2 separate regions of the Mus musculus genome follow, and region 1 is linked to region 2. A link is a contact called in public Hi-C data. All regions are on one chromosome and are shown on one strand. Each heading gives the region's core, a stretch centred on a gene start, on an enhancer-like site or on the middle of the called end of the contact. The rest is flanking DNA. Distances are from core to core; before and after follow the strand shown.

Region 1 (7,393 bases), core at 3,634-6,133, 150 kb after region 2:
AATCCTTGAAGCAGACAAACTTGGAATTCAGTAGGAATTCAGTGAGAAGGTTATCTATTCAGTAACATTCAAATTTACTTCTAGTAGAGATGGTGAAACTAATTAGGCATTACAAAGAACAGAGCTGGAATAGCTCAGGGCTAGTCTGCAGAGTGATTACTTAGGACAGTAGCCAGTCTTACCCAAACAAGGGAATACACAATGGCCTAGCTAATAGATGGGTTTACAATGAAAGAGTTAGGGAATCCCACTGAGACAGGAATCTTCACTACAGCCAGGTATAGGAGGCTACATTGCATATTAGAAGCAAGTTGGTGAATTCTTCTGACAAATGGAGATTCCCCACAGATACTTTAAAGAACAGCCAAGTTACACTCTTGCAAGAATTTATCAAGGCCTAGGAAATAGGGGGTCTGTGTTATTGCATTAGTCATGAGAAGGTCTGCAAGAGCAGAACCCCCTGGTGCTAGCTTTCACAAGGCTCAAAGGAGTAGCACAGATTGTGATTAGGGTGTGAAATCCTCACCTGTCATTAGCTGACCCTAGGCAGGGTTGTTTTATCTTTACTGTAAACATCTACCTGGTTCCTGTAAGTCCTTTTGAAGTCATTCCTTTGTTTTGTGTCAGGTAACTTCAATGTACTTTTCCTGCGGTGACATCCTACCCCTTTGTTTTCTGTATTATATAAGACTGGTGTTCATTTTGTGAAAATGCACTCAGATTCTACACAATCTCTCCTGTTGCTTCTGTTTGTCATTCCTTGTCCACCTGTAACTAGAGACCCATTCTACGAAGACATGGACCAAAAAGGGTCTGTGGCAATGTCCTATTTTGGGAGGGACTGCCAGACTGATTTCCAGAGTGCTTGTACCATCTTGCAATCCCACCAGCAATGGAGTAGTGTTCCTCTTTCTCCACATCCTCACCAGCATCTGCTTTCACATGAATTTTTGATCTTAGCCATTCTGACTGGTGTGAGATGGAATCTCAGGATTGTTTTGATTTGCATTTCCCTGATGACTAAGGATGTTCAACATTTTTTCAGGTGCTTCTTGGCCATTTGAGATTTCTCAGTTGAGAATTCTTTGTTTGGCTCTGTACCCATTTTTAATAGGATTACTTGAGTCTCTGGAGTCTATCTTCTTGAGTTCTTTGTATATATTGGATATTAGCCCTCTTTTGGATTTAGGATTGGTAAAGATCTTTTGCCAATCTGTTGGTTGCTGTTTTGTCCTATTGACAGTGTCCTTTGGTTTACAGAAGCTGTGCAATTTTATGAATTTTATGGATGGTTTTGGCTTCTCTGTCAAAGATCAAATGTGGGTCTATTTCTGGGTGTTCAATTCTATTCCATTGAGCTACCTGCCAATATCTGTACCAATACTATGTGATTTTTATCAATATTGCTCTGTAGTACAGTTTAAGGTCAGTGATTCCCCTAGAAGTTCTTTTATTCTTGAGAATAGTTTTCACTATCCTGAGTTTTTTGTTATTCCCAGATGTATCTTTTTACCTATGTTAAAAATTGAGTTGGAATTTTGATGGGTTTTTGCATTGAATTTGTAGGTTGCTCTAATAAAAGCAATATACAGCAAACCGATAGCCAACATCAAACTAAATGGTGAGAAACTTGAAGCAATCCCACTAAAATCAGGGACAAGACATGGCTGCCCACTCTCCCCCTATCTATTTAATACAGTTCCTGATGTTCTAGCCAGAGCAATTAGACAACAAAAAGAGGTCAAAGGGATACAAATTGGAAAGGAAGAAGTCAAAATATCAATACTTGCAGATGATATGATCGTATACTTAAGTGACCCCAAAACTTCCACCTGAAAACTCTTACAGCTCATAAACAACTTCTGCAAAGTGGCTGGATATAAAATTAACTCAAACAAATCAGTAGCCTTCCTCTACTTAAAGGATACACAGACTGAGAAAGAAATTAGGAAAATGACACCTTTTATAATAGTCACAAATAATATAAAATATCTTGGTGTGATTCTAACCAAACAAGTGAAAGATCTATATGACAAGAACTTCAAGTCTCTGAAGAAAGAAATTGAAGAAGATCTCAGAAGATGCAAAGATCTCCCATGCTCATTGACTGGCATAATTAACATAGTAAAAAAATGGCCTTAAATCTTTACTGTGATACTTTCCCTGTACTGTTCCACATCCTGTCAACTATAATATACTCTGATTAATCTTCTGTGCCCAAATATATAATTTAAGCCTTGCTCAAACACCACAATCATGAGTATGTCATGTTATCTGCTATACCTTGTCATCATGAATACATAAGAAGAGATCACCTCAGCTCAGGAAAGAGTGATATTTCCATGACACAGACACAAGGGGAAATGTGGTATTCTAAATGAGAGATGTCCCTCATGGGTTCCTAGATGGTAGTGCTATGCCAGGAAGCATTTGTGAACCCAAAAGACCACCAAGGAGCCATTTTCAATGTAATCATATTAGTGTCTTTTTATTACAAATGAGTTTGGGCTTACCATTGAGCCACAAAACTGTTTGGTGAAGCAGCCCTGAACTCTCATCAGGACAAGGTTTTATAGGAAATTGAAGTAAGTAAGGGAGTCCAGCCTGGCAAGCCTTTAATTTAATGGCTGTTGTAAGTGGACAAGTGGGAGCTCTGAAGAAAGACCATATACAATCACAAATGGTCTGAAAGTATATCTGAAACAATCAGAATAATCTTTAATTGACTGTTGGAAGTAGCTAGGGAGTAACTCTGGCCAAGGGCAAGACCTTCCTGGTATGTGGATGCAGCTTGGGTTCTGCTCTAGGTCAAGTTCTCAGGCTTTTTTTTTTTTTCCTTTAAGATGGAGGCCAGTCCCAAGATGGAGGTTTGGCCTCTCAGTAGCATTGTTTCTAAATATAATGGATCATTTAAGAGGCATGGCCTCACTGGAGAAAGTAGGGGGTGGGCTTCTGAGTTTTATAGCTTTACTCTAATTCCTGCCCTCCCTCTCTCCTTATATATTGATGAAAATGTAACCATCCAACTTCCTGATTCTGCTGTGTCAGGAAATGTTTGTGAACCCCTCAAAAAAAAAAAAACCAACAAGGAGCTGATCTAGATGCAATTGCATTAGGGTCTCTTTATTCAATCTCAAGTTTGGGCCACACCACTGTCTCTCAAGCAGGAGAACAAGAAGCAGCCCCCAAGCCCAGTTTCAAGCAAATATATATAGAGGCAAGAATAGGGTATCTAGCCTGATACATATCTGGTTGGGGGGCCCATTATGGCCTTTAATTGGCTGGTGCTAGGAGCCAAATATAAACTTAACTTCAGCAATTTTCTTAATTGGTGGTTGTTAGAAAGTAAAGTGACAGGGATGGGCTTGTAACCTGGGGGGTGTAGATTTGTTGGGGAATAACCTGGAAACTGGTGTTAGATGCAGGTATTGTTGGGGGACAACTTGGAAGCTGGTGCTAGATACAGGTTTTGTTGGGGGTTAACCTGGAAACTGGTATTAGGTACTGGCCTGTTAATTAACTCAAGTTCAATGTTAGGTCAGGTTCTCTAAGATGGAGTCTGAATCAAAAAAAAATCTGGTCTCTCACTCCTACCATCATGTTGTCCCTTCCTGGCCAATATGGACTGTCCTTCTGGAAGTGTATTCCAAAATAAACTCTTTCTTCTATGAGTTGCTTTTGGCCACCTGTGTATTCACAAGAAGTGACCTGACCTCCCTGATTTAACCAGGGCAAATGCATAGTAGTTGATTCTTTCTTTGGGTCTCTTGCTAGACATGGCTGGAGAAATGATATCAGTAATCATAACCGCCATTCGAACTTGGACTTAGACGTGTAGTATTCTCTACCTAATCCTAATCCTTTATTCAAGTCATATCTTCCAATTTTTAACTTCAGAATACACAGGATAACATGAGGAGGACAGATAATCACCCAAAGATCAAACCCTTTTAGCTTCTTGCCCAAATGGGAAGGCATAGCAGCCTTGTGAATTGGGTGAAGTTCAAAGGCAAGTTTCTCTGTATGCCTGAATAAAACACATTCAGAGTCATTCCAGCCCTACTGTCTCATATTTTTTTAATGTATGTATTAGGAAAATTGATCCCAGATACAATTACTACCTCACAAGGCATAACTTAGAGTCTATAAACAGGGGGAGATGACTTATTTTCCCAGTTTACCCATAATTGTAGCATATTTTAAAAATTAAATTAAAATTTTAAATAAAACTTATCCTGGGGCTGTGCACTTTTCCAGAGGACCTAAATTCAATCCCTGTCACTGGCTGGCTCACAATCATCAGGAACTTCAGTTCTAAGAGATGTGATGTCATTCTTCTGGCCACCACTAACATCACACACACAGCACTTACCCACACAGTTACATGAATATATATATAAATACAAATAACAAGGATAAATATCTCAATAAAAGTTGGAAATGACTCTTACAAAACATTTTCTTAAAAACCTTCCAAAAGATCCTAATGAGCCAGACATGTGGACTACATCTTTAATCCCAATACTCAAAATGCAGAGTCAGGAGGACCTCTATGAATTTGAGGCCAACGCTTGTCTACATAGCAAGTTTCAGGACAGGGGCTGCATTATGAGATGCCCCACCCCCTTCAAAAAAAACAAAAAACAAAACAACAAAAACACAACAACAAGAAGAACAAGAAAAACCTAATGGTTTGCAAAAGTCAGTACTAACTTTTTAAAAAATAAAGTGAGTTTGAAAACCCCAAGATTGCTTTTGTTTTAACTAGCTCAGCCAAAAGAAAACCCTCCCAATCTTCCTTGAAAGAAAGCTGCAGCAGAACAACAAACAGATCACAAGCTTGGCAAGGGTTTGGAAATAACGATGGTTCAGATTCCAAGGAACTCAGAGCTGAGCTTTATGCCTAAACAGAACCTCATTAAGCACAAAGTGTACTAAGCACAGTGTACCCTACAGTGATAAAATCAGAACTCTCAGCATATGAGACAGTAGGGCTGGAATGACTCTGAATGTGTTTTATTCAGGCATACAGAGAAACTTGCCTCTGAACTTCACCCAGTTCACAAGGCTGCTATGCCTTCCCGTTTGGGCAAGAAGCTGAAAGGGTTTGATCTTTGGGTGATTATCTGTCCTCCTCATGTTATCCTGTGTATTCTGAAGTTAAAAATTGGAGGATACAACTTGAATAAGTAGGATTAGGTAGAGAATACTACACGTCTAAGTCCAAGTTCAAATGACAATTATGATTACTGATATCATTTCTCCAGCCACGCCTAGCAAGAGACTCAGCAGGTACTTCAGATTCATTTGCTAATGTTTTAGTTTCAAAAGTATTTTTTTTGATAGAAAGTCTGTGTTTAAGTAGTAAGTTATATAAGGCAGTGATTGTGTTGAAGAAATGCAATTAAAATTAAAAGTAAAAAATCCAACTTTAAAAAATCAAAGAAGAAGATAAACAGAGATGATGATAAAAATCACATAATGAGGAAATCCACAAATCAGGACCAGGACATTTCCACAGAAGAATAGGAAGACAACAGAAAAGGGATTGGGAGGATATAAACAAAGGGAAATAAAGGACAAAGAGGCAGTAATGAAGAAAAGGGTATGGACACGCAGGACTAGAGTAAATGAGGGACCAAAGCAAAGCAAGAACACACTGATGTCTCTAGAAGTCCCTATATCTCTGACAAAATAATGATGGAAATATTAATTGAATAGGATGAAATATATTTAACTATGTTCATGTGCTGGAAAATATAAGTCAGACTTTTAAACTATCAACAATAATTATGCTTTATAAGCATATAAGAAAATTGACAATGTTGATATGCATGTACTAATATAGAAAAAATATGTTAAGTATTTAGAAGTTCCATAGAGGTAAATGCTCATGAAAAGACCCAACCAAGGACATTGAAGATTCCTCTTAGAAAATACAAGTACTTTCAAAAAGCCATCATTCTTTGTCAGTCATAGTTTATATGTCTAAGCCTGTGAGACAGGGTCAATATTCATAGGCTTCTAGGGGATATAATAAAATATGATAATATGGAATAACTAACACATTTATAAAGCAAAGCAAGTAAGAAGGAAAAAAGCCCAAGAAAAAATACAAGAAACAGTTATATGTAGAAACTTACTAGTATGAACATGAAGGATCCCATAAAACTCTAAACTGAGAGACATAATATATACACAAAGACTTGAAAAATAAGAACATAAAAAACAAAGAAGTAAATTAATAACAAAACACATAAATAAACTAAATAAATAAAATAACAGTTCCATCCACTTTCCTGGGAATTTCGGGATTTTGATGATTTAATGGGAAGAAATGGGGAGTAGAAAGAAAGGAAAACATACTCAAAGATTTATTATCTGATAAAGAAATTTATTTTCAATTAAAGGAAAGGTAATACTCCATTGTGTGTTACCATATTCTTTATTTATTAATCTGTTGAAGGACTTCTAAGTTGTTTTCAATTTCTAGATATAATGAGTAGAGCAGCAATGACCATGGCTGAGCAAGTGTCTCTGTGGTGGGATGAGCATACCCAAGTGATAAAGCTCGATCATGAGGTAGAGCAATTCGCAACTTCTTGTTCCCAGCAGCAACGGATGAGTGTTTCCCTTACTCCACATCCTTGCCAGCATGAGCTGACGCTTTTTTCGTTGATCTTAGGCATTTTTATGGGGGCAAAATAAAATCTCATTGTAATTTTGATTTGCATTGATTTAATGCTTAAGAATGTAGAGCATTTCTTTAAGTGTTTTTTTGGTCATTTGAGTTTCCACTATTGATAATTCTCTGTTCGCATTTGAATCCAATTTTTTAGCATAGGGTTATTTGTTTTCTGAAATTGAGTCTCTAGACTTATTTATATATATTTTGGATATTATCCCTCTATCAGGTGTGGACTTGCTAAAAAAAAAAAAAAAATCTTTTCCCATTCTGTAGGCTGAAGTTTTGTCTCACTAATGAGGTTCTTTGTCTTACAGAAACATTTTAGTTTCATGAGGTCCAAATTATTAATTGATGATCTTAGTGTCTGTGCTAAAGGTATTCTGATCAGAAAGTCTTTGGCTGTACCAGTGAGTTCAAAGCTATTGCCCACTTCTCTTTTATCAGGTTCAGTGTATCTGGTTTTATGTTGAGGTCTTTGATCCATTTGGAGTTGAGTTTGTGCAGGGTGATAGATTTGGATCTATTTGCATTCTCCTATACGCAGACATCCAGTATGAACAACATCATTTGTTGAAGATTCTGTCTTTTTTTCCAGGGTATATTTTATCCAACTTCTTTATCAAAAACCAGGTGTCCATAGGTGTGTGGATTTATGTCTGGGTCTTCAGTTCAGTTCCATTAATAGGTGTGTCTGTTTTTATGCCA
Region 2 (7,554 bases), core at 4,146-6,645:
AATTTCTTCTAACTACTTCTAGCTCAGCCATTTGGAAATTGTATGCTCCAAATAGTTTCCTCTTTCCTCTAAATGGCCTTTCAAATGCTAAAGTCTACTCTGAGCCAACTGTAACTCTTATGGGTTGAGCACAGAGAAGAAAACTGAAGAGCAATGGGAGCTGGTGTGAACATGGACTGTTGGTTCTCACCACTTTGGACGGCACTCAGCTTGCAGTATCTCCACTCTCATGCTTACTACCTTCTCTAAGCCATAAGAGTGTTAGAAATGGCCCCCTCTTTTTCAGAGCAAGAGCTGTTCTAGTTTTGATGCTGTGGTCCTTGTCCTTTTGTTTCAGCTTCCTCTCTATGGTAGTTAAGAAGTGAGAATGCAGTCAATGCTCACCACTTATCTATTCCCACTGGGAAACATAGTCTCTATATCAAAACTCTTAGAAATTTATTTTGACTCATCTATGGCTAATTTTTTAATGTTCTCAAAGTACATAAAAACACTTTGTATTCCATACAATGGTATTCACTTTTTTAAAAATTTAGTCATGTTACTTTTATTTTCTCTTTATTTCTGAATAATTTTTGTTGATTCTTTCATTTTCTGAGAGAAATTCATTAAAAATCTTACCATGATTGTGTTTTGTTATTTTTTATCCTTAACTTTTGTTGTTAGTACTGTTCCCAATTTATGCCGTAATGAGTTTTCCCTTCAAGGTCAATGTTATCTAATATTAAAATTACAAAGCTAAACTTTTTCTTATTAAATATAGTACATTTTATTTCTCTTTTTTCATATACTTACAGTTAAATTGCATTAATTGAACAGTATACTCATGTTCTTTGATTAAGTGACAATTTTAAATTTTATGTTATTATTACTGTTATTGTATGTATCTAATATGAGCAACATGACATAAACACTATGAGCTTGGTTCTTCTACCTCTACATGGTTCCAGAAACTGAACTCATCTGCTAAGCTTTCAAATCAAGCATTTTTATTACTGAACCTTCCATCTGCTCAATTTTTGTTATCTTTAGAGATAGCATGTCATCCACTTCTATTCACACATAAATAAATATGTGTAAAACTTGAACAACCATCCTACTATCTGCTGTCTACAGACCTTGCATATACCAACTTCTTTTTTCTCTTTTTTGACAAAGTATTACTATAGCTTTATGTTTCCCCTAGAGATTTTTTAAATATGCATCCTGACTTATCAAAATCCAAAGTAAATTGGAAGTTTTCAACTTTCCTGAACAGTAAACGTATCTTAAAATACAGGAAAAAGAATATTTAAGCTCTACCTGTCCTACTGCCAACCCACACACATTTTAAAATATTTTAAATGTATATGGTATGTGTGTTTGTATGCACTCATGTTCGTATGTGTTTGTGTGCATATGTGTTGTTATTCATATTTATGAGTTTTCACATCTGAAAATACAGGAGCCCCTGCCTTCCAAGCATAGAAGACCTCAGCTGTCAGTCTCTGTCTTCCGTTTGTTGTGAGTTTTGTGTTGCTTACTACTGTGAAAGTCAGTCTATCTGGCTCTTGAGCTTTGGAGCCTTCTCTTGTCTCTGCATCTTAGCTCACCACAGTCCTACTGAGGGGACAGAAATGACTACTATGTCTGGCTTTTATATGGTTCCCAGGGATCCAAACTCTGGTTCTTACACCTTCCTAGCAAGAGATTTATCCCCTGAGCCAACTTCCAGCCATTTATTTTAAATATTTTATAAATCACATATATTCCTTTATATTTTAATTTTCAGTGTCTTATGCCTCTGAAAAACTAATTATTTTTAAGGATATTATTTATTTTTTATTTTATGCATGAGTACTCTATCTGCATCTATGCCTGCATGACAGAAGATACCATTGCAGATGGCTCTGAGCTACCGTGTGGTTGCTGGGGATCGAACTCAGGACGTCTAGCAGAGCAGACAGTGCTCTTAGCTACTGAGCTATCTCTCCAGCCCTGAAAAACTAATTATTGTTTTCTACAACCATTATTTACTTCAATTTGCCCACACATCTATCCTCTAGTACTCTTTATTCTGAAAAATTCTGAATCTAAAACAGAAATATAGAGAAGTAGTTGCAACATTTTTGAGTTTCACACACCTAACCATTTCCCTTAACACTTTTTACATTTGGAAGTCAGAAAAATATATAAGGGATATTGTGTGTAAATATCATATGTAATGAAGTGGGCAGGAAAATATAATCAATAAGATACCATGCTCTGAAATCAAGAGTCACAAATGAGCACTTTTAAAAAGCCATTAGACCTTTAATGAGTTGGACAAATAATGCCAAGTTACATTTACCATTTGGCAGTGTGCTTAGCAGGAACAAAATCTACTTAATGTTGAATGAACAACAAGAATACAACTGGTCTCATGTAATTAGGAGGTCACAAGGCCATGCTTGTTATTATTGGCATTGCCATAGCCAGGAGCTTGTGTGCTCCAAGTGATGGTTTCCCTGAAGGAACAAGTTGGGAATGTGTGTACTTTTGGTTGTGGGTACTGAGTAATCCAGCTTTAAGGACTTCAGGAAGGAGACCAAAACTCAAGTCACATTGCTCATGGCAGATTCAGTAGGCTCAGGAAGTGGAGTTGCTCTCTATTTAGCTTATCACTCTCCAGAGTTTGACTTGGGGGCCAAAAAATGGCCAATTGGAGACACCAGCAAAACACAACTGGATATAAATACATCATACAAAGGTAGGATCATAATCACTCCCAAGAACATCAATTTTTAAACCAAATTGCATAGAACAAATTTGAATTGTCACACAAAGGGGTTTTCATTCCTAGAACTGAACTACCCAAAGACAAAGACTGGTAGCATTGCTTATTTCAAAAAAGTTATCTTCCCCAAGGTTACAATTGGATCAAATGGGCACAGAATTCCCTATTCTAGGGCATCTTTCCCTAAACATATTTGTTGAGTAATTATGTTTGAGAAAAAAAGAGCTCATCTGAGTATGACACATTCACACAGATGCCTGAAAGCACCCCAATTCTGCAGTATTTATCTGTAGAAAATGTTGCTTTAGTGCTCTGGGTGTGGTCAGCCTCACTTTGCCAGTGCACAAAGACACTAAAGAATGAGCACTTGATCCTTTGTTTTCTTGCTACTCTTTCATTTCAGCCAGTGACTTAATGAGTACATTTGTTTTGTGGATAGTACAGATAAAACAGATTCAACATTCATGTGAACCAGTTGGTTTTCTTCTCACGTTTATTGATGATATGATGAAGCCCATCTAGCCAGCTTGTACATGAAATCTCTCATTCTATGGGAATGTCAGTGAGCAAGGGTCCATTGTCAATGAAAATCCACCGTCACTATTGAAGGATCAGCCCTGACACATGTGCATGTTCTTTTCCACATGGGAACAACATATCATAAAATTCTACAGAACACTTGATTTGGTTACCTTCTAAACCAAAAACTGAACCATCAAGAGGACAAAAAGCTGATTTTAATGATTTTTTTATATATCATTTAAGGCACACCAAATTGTTGCCTATGTTTTGCCAGAATTGATAAGAATCTAGAACTATAAATCTACTCTGGCCTTGATGATGACAGTTCTCCTTTGTCAGTAAATATCTCTTTCTCCACTAGAACTGCTTAGCTTGGGTAAATTCTTACTGAGATTTTCAGAAGAGTAAAAAGCTAACTGGAACTGGGCCTTTTGCCCAGATAAATCTGATCTCAACTCTATAAACGAAGCAAAGGGAAACAGAAAATCTTTGACAAAAATTGTTGATAACTGACTAAAAACTGGGAAGAGAAACAGAAAACACAGAGAGCTAGGAATCTAACTCTAAATAAAAGAAACACGGGGACCAACATAGGTATGACACAATTAACAATACTCTCTAATCCTGAGAAAAAATTTAAATACACAGGACAGCAGCACATCCTTTGCTATCCCACAGCTCATAGTAGAGAAGTCTCCAGCAAACTACACTACAAGGAACAAAGGGAAACTTTGAGTGGAGCTGAACCTCAGTGTTGGAACCAACACTCAGTTTTTAGTAACACCAGGAAGCTGATTCTATATCTAAATGCCATGCTCCATTCTCTCCTGTTAACTGCATATCATAGAACATCTGTTTCATGCGGCTCCTTGGAGTAAGAGCATTAGAAATCCAACTTCTTTAATAACATCTTTCCATAATATCTTTCTGGAGTTACAGAGACAAAGTTTGGAGCTAAGACAAAAGGATGGACTATCCAGAGACTACCCCACCCGGAGATCCATCCCATAATCAGCCACCAAACCCAGACACTATTGCATATGCCAGAAAGATTTTGCTGAAGGGACCCTGTTATAGCTGTCTCATATGAGGCTATGCCAGTGCCTGGCAAACACAGAAGTGGATGCTCACAGTCATCTATAAGATGAAACACAGGGCCCCCAATGGAGAAGCTAGAGAAAGCATCCAAGGAGCTGAAGGGGTCTGCAACCCTATAGGTGGAACAACAATATGAACTAACCAGAACCCCCAGAGCTCCTATCTCTAGCTGCATATGTAGCAGAAGATGGCCTAGTCGGCCATCACTGGGAAGAGAGGCCCCTTGGTCTTGCAAACTTTATATGCCCCAGTACAGGGGAATGCCAGGGCCAAGAAGCAGGAGTGGGTGGGTAGGAAAGCAGGGCGGGAGCAGGGGGAGGGTATAGGGAACTTTCAGGATAGCATTTGAAATGTATATAAAAAATATCTAATTTTTTTTAAAAGAACCATTATTAAAAGTAGGTTTTGAAAAAAATATCTTTCCATATAGCAAAGTGTGTATCTACTTGATGCCAATTTGTTTTAGAATTTTAAGAAATGTCTACAAAAAGCTGTATTACTACTTTCTTCTAGATAGATTTCAATCATCAACTTTAACGGCTTACCAAGACTGTAATTACAAGTAGGCACTACTAAGTAAAGCAGATATGGAACACAATGTCCTTAGGTATTGTTGTGACTTTCTTATCTTCTAGGATAATTTTGAATATAAAACCAATTCTCCAAATCCTTAAAGCCCTCATCCACTCAACTCCTCTTACTGAAAACGTTTACTGATGCCAGAGCTTGACCCCCTTTCTCCTTTGTTTGTTTACTGATGGTCTACAGTGACTTCTTCAAAAGTAGTTGGGAATCATTTCTTAAACTAATGCAGCACAAAACCAGTGAACTGAAGTGTCACTACTGAGCACTCAAACCGCAGGTTACCCTTGCCCATAAAACACAATGAAGTGACTCCATGTCGTGGTAAGTTATCAAATTATGGAAAGAACATTGCAGAGATTAAAACGTTGCATAAGAGAGGGAGCAGGGTGAGTCAGGGATTTGGAAACTATGAGTCAGAATACAGGAAAGGAGCCAAACTCAGAGAACAAAGGCCTAAGAAGGAGCCTAAGGGACACCAATGAATGGACACTATTCCTATATTAGCTGTGCAACAATGTCAGATTTGTGGTGCCACTGACTAGGGGCCAGCCTGTTAGAGAGCTCACCAAAGATTATTATGTTGGATTATTTAAAGCACCAAGAAGATGGAGACCTACCATTTTATAAACCACAAAAACGGAAATGTAGATGTGTGTGTGTGTGTGTGTGTGTGTGTGTGAAAATTACTAAATAATGCCCTTAGCTAATCTCCATATATCAGAATGATTAAAAGTATTGTAGGATTTTAGGAATCACATTCCGTTATTTGCCTCCCTCCCCCTCCCCCCCCCCAACCTTGGTAATGTTAACATTAGTCCATGGCTGCTTCTTTAAGAGTTATGTGCTATGGTGTTCAATACAAACCCTCAAAAATCTCACATTAAAGTCTCTGAATTTGTCTAATGACTTGAGCAAACATTTTATGAGCACAGTTTGCCAGACGCAGCACCAGGTTTCTCACATACATCTCCTACAATCATGCTGACTTCAGAACGCTGCCATTCTCTGCAGTTCCTGGGTCTCTTTCTGTGGGGCCTGTCTTCTAAGAGACAGCTTCCTCCCCATACCAGCTCATCACCTTTGAATTGCCCTTCAGAACCTGCCTCCTCAGCAAAGCTTCTGCTCACTCTCAGTGATACACTCAGTCCATGAGACTCCTGTGGCTCAGTTAACTGCTCTACCTTGCTCCCAGTCAGAGGCAAATGCTGCTCACTCTGAATGATGCAGTCTTTTTTTTTTTAATTTTATTTTATTTTAAACTCCAAATTTTATTCCCCTCCTGGTCCACCCTCTAACTGTTCAAAATCCCATACCTCCTCTCTGCACCCCTGTCTCCACGAGGATGTTCCCACCCCCACCCCCACCTCACCAGACCTATAAACTCCCTGGGGCCTCCAATCTCTTGAGGGTTAGGTGCATCTTCTCTGACTAAACATAGACCTGGCAGTCCTCTGCTATATATGTGTTGGGTGGCCTCATATCAGCTGGTGTATGCTGCCTGGTTGGTGTTCCAGTATCAGAGATCTCAAGGGTCCAGGTTAATTGATATTGCTGTTCCTCCTACAGGGTCACCCTCCTCCTCAGCTTCTTTCAGTCTTTCCCTAATTCAACCACAGGGATCAGCAGTTTCTGTCCATTGGTTGTATGCAAATATCTGCATCTGACTCTTTTAGCTGCTTGTTGGGTCTTTTGGAAGGCAGTCATGCTAGGTCCTGTTTTGTGAGTGCTCCAGAGCCTCTGTAATAGTGTCAGGCCTTGGGGCCTCCCCTTGTGCTGGATCCCAGTCTTAGTGACTCTTCTTCATGCAAGAGTCCTACGTTGTTGCCAGTCAAAGGCAAATTGTTGATTCTGCTGTGCTCCTTGGCTCTTACCTGTTATTCTGTCTTATGAATTTTATTTCCATAACCTAAAACACTAGGTCTTACTTTCTGTGAACTCTGAACACCAATTCCCAGGAAACAGTAATGATTCATTCATCCATTAATTGGGTAAACATTTACTGAAAATCCATCACTTTTCATGCATTGTAGTCAGCAGGAAAAAATGAGCTTAACTGTCAAGGACAAATGATCGATAATTAAAAACAAAAACAGAAAACCCTTTCCCCAGAGTACTTGCTCCTAGATTCTCAGGAAAACATGGCTGACCTGAGTCATTTTCCTGTCAAATAAAGCAGGGCATTGCCCATGCAGATGTAAGAAGTTAATTTTGCCTACAAACAACAGAGTCAAAAGCAATGACTGTGCTGCAGTGGCTTAGTGAGCAACGGCTCATACTGCACCTTCTGATAATAAAGAAATACAGGCAAGTAAAAAAGGAGCACAAGAGAGTTTAGAAACATGGTTTAACATGACTGTGTGGGTGTGTAAACAAGCAATAATGGGTCTTCAAAATAATAGCATTATGGCATTTAAATAGATAGTTTAAGTAAAAACAGTCCACAGACATTCAGCCTGTTGATATTCTTCAGCATTAAATAACTTGCTAACTGTGGGGGCTCAGGAGAATGAATATTCTACACTGTAATCAGAGCGGCTATAAACACAAAAGTAGATGAAGCTGCTTTTAGCATTTATAAGTCCTGGTGAATGGAA

The links. Hi-C and Micro-C count contacts between places; a contact is called where the count stands out from the background.
Region 1: a Hi-C map of uterus shows a contact between it and region 2. The contact joins two enhancer-like sites. A contact is called at or near these places in 1 of 484 Hi-C or Micro-C datasets (uterus) and 1 of 9 other capture datasets (pancreatic islet).

Annotation. Positions count from the first base shown.
Region 1 is chr11:29,047,933-29,055,325 of GRCm38.p6, forward strand. No RefSeq gene overlaps it. Among named protein-coding and RNA genes, the nearest start is that of Pnpt1, 79 kb to the right of the region's middle. Within about 2 kb of position 4,884, at least 9 of the 459 cell types and tissues checked have an H3K27ac peak or open chromatin away from gene starts, as enhancers often do. A contact at or near this core is called in uterus, where this site is marked.
Region 2 is chr11:28,901,111-28,908,664 of GRCm38.p6, forward strand. The region is part of intron 4 of Efemp1 (epidermal growth factor-containing fibulin-like extracellular matrix protein 1); the gene reads left to right. Among named protein-coding and RNA genes, the nearest start is that of Efemp1, 52 kb to the left of the region's middle. Within about 2 kb of position 5,396, at least 83 of the 459 cell types and tissues checked have an H3K27ac peak or open chromatin away from gene starts, as enhancers often do. A contact at or near this core is called in uterus, where this site is marked.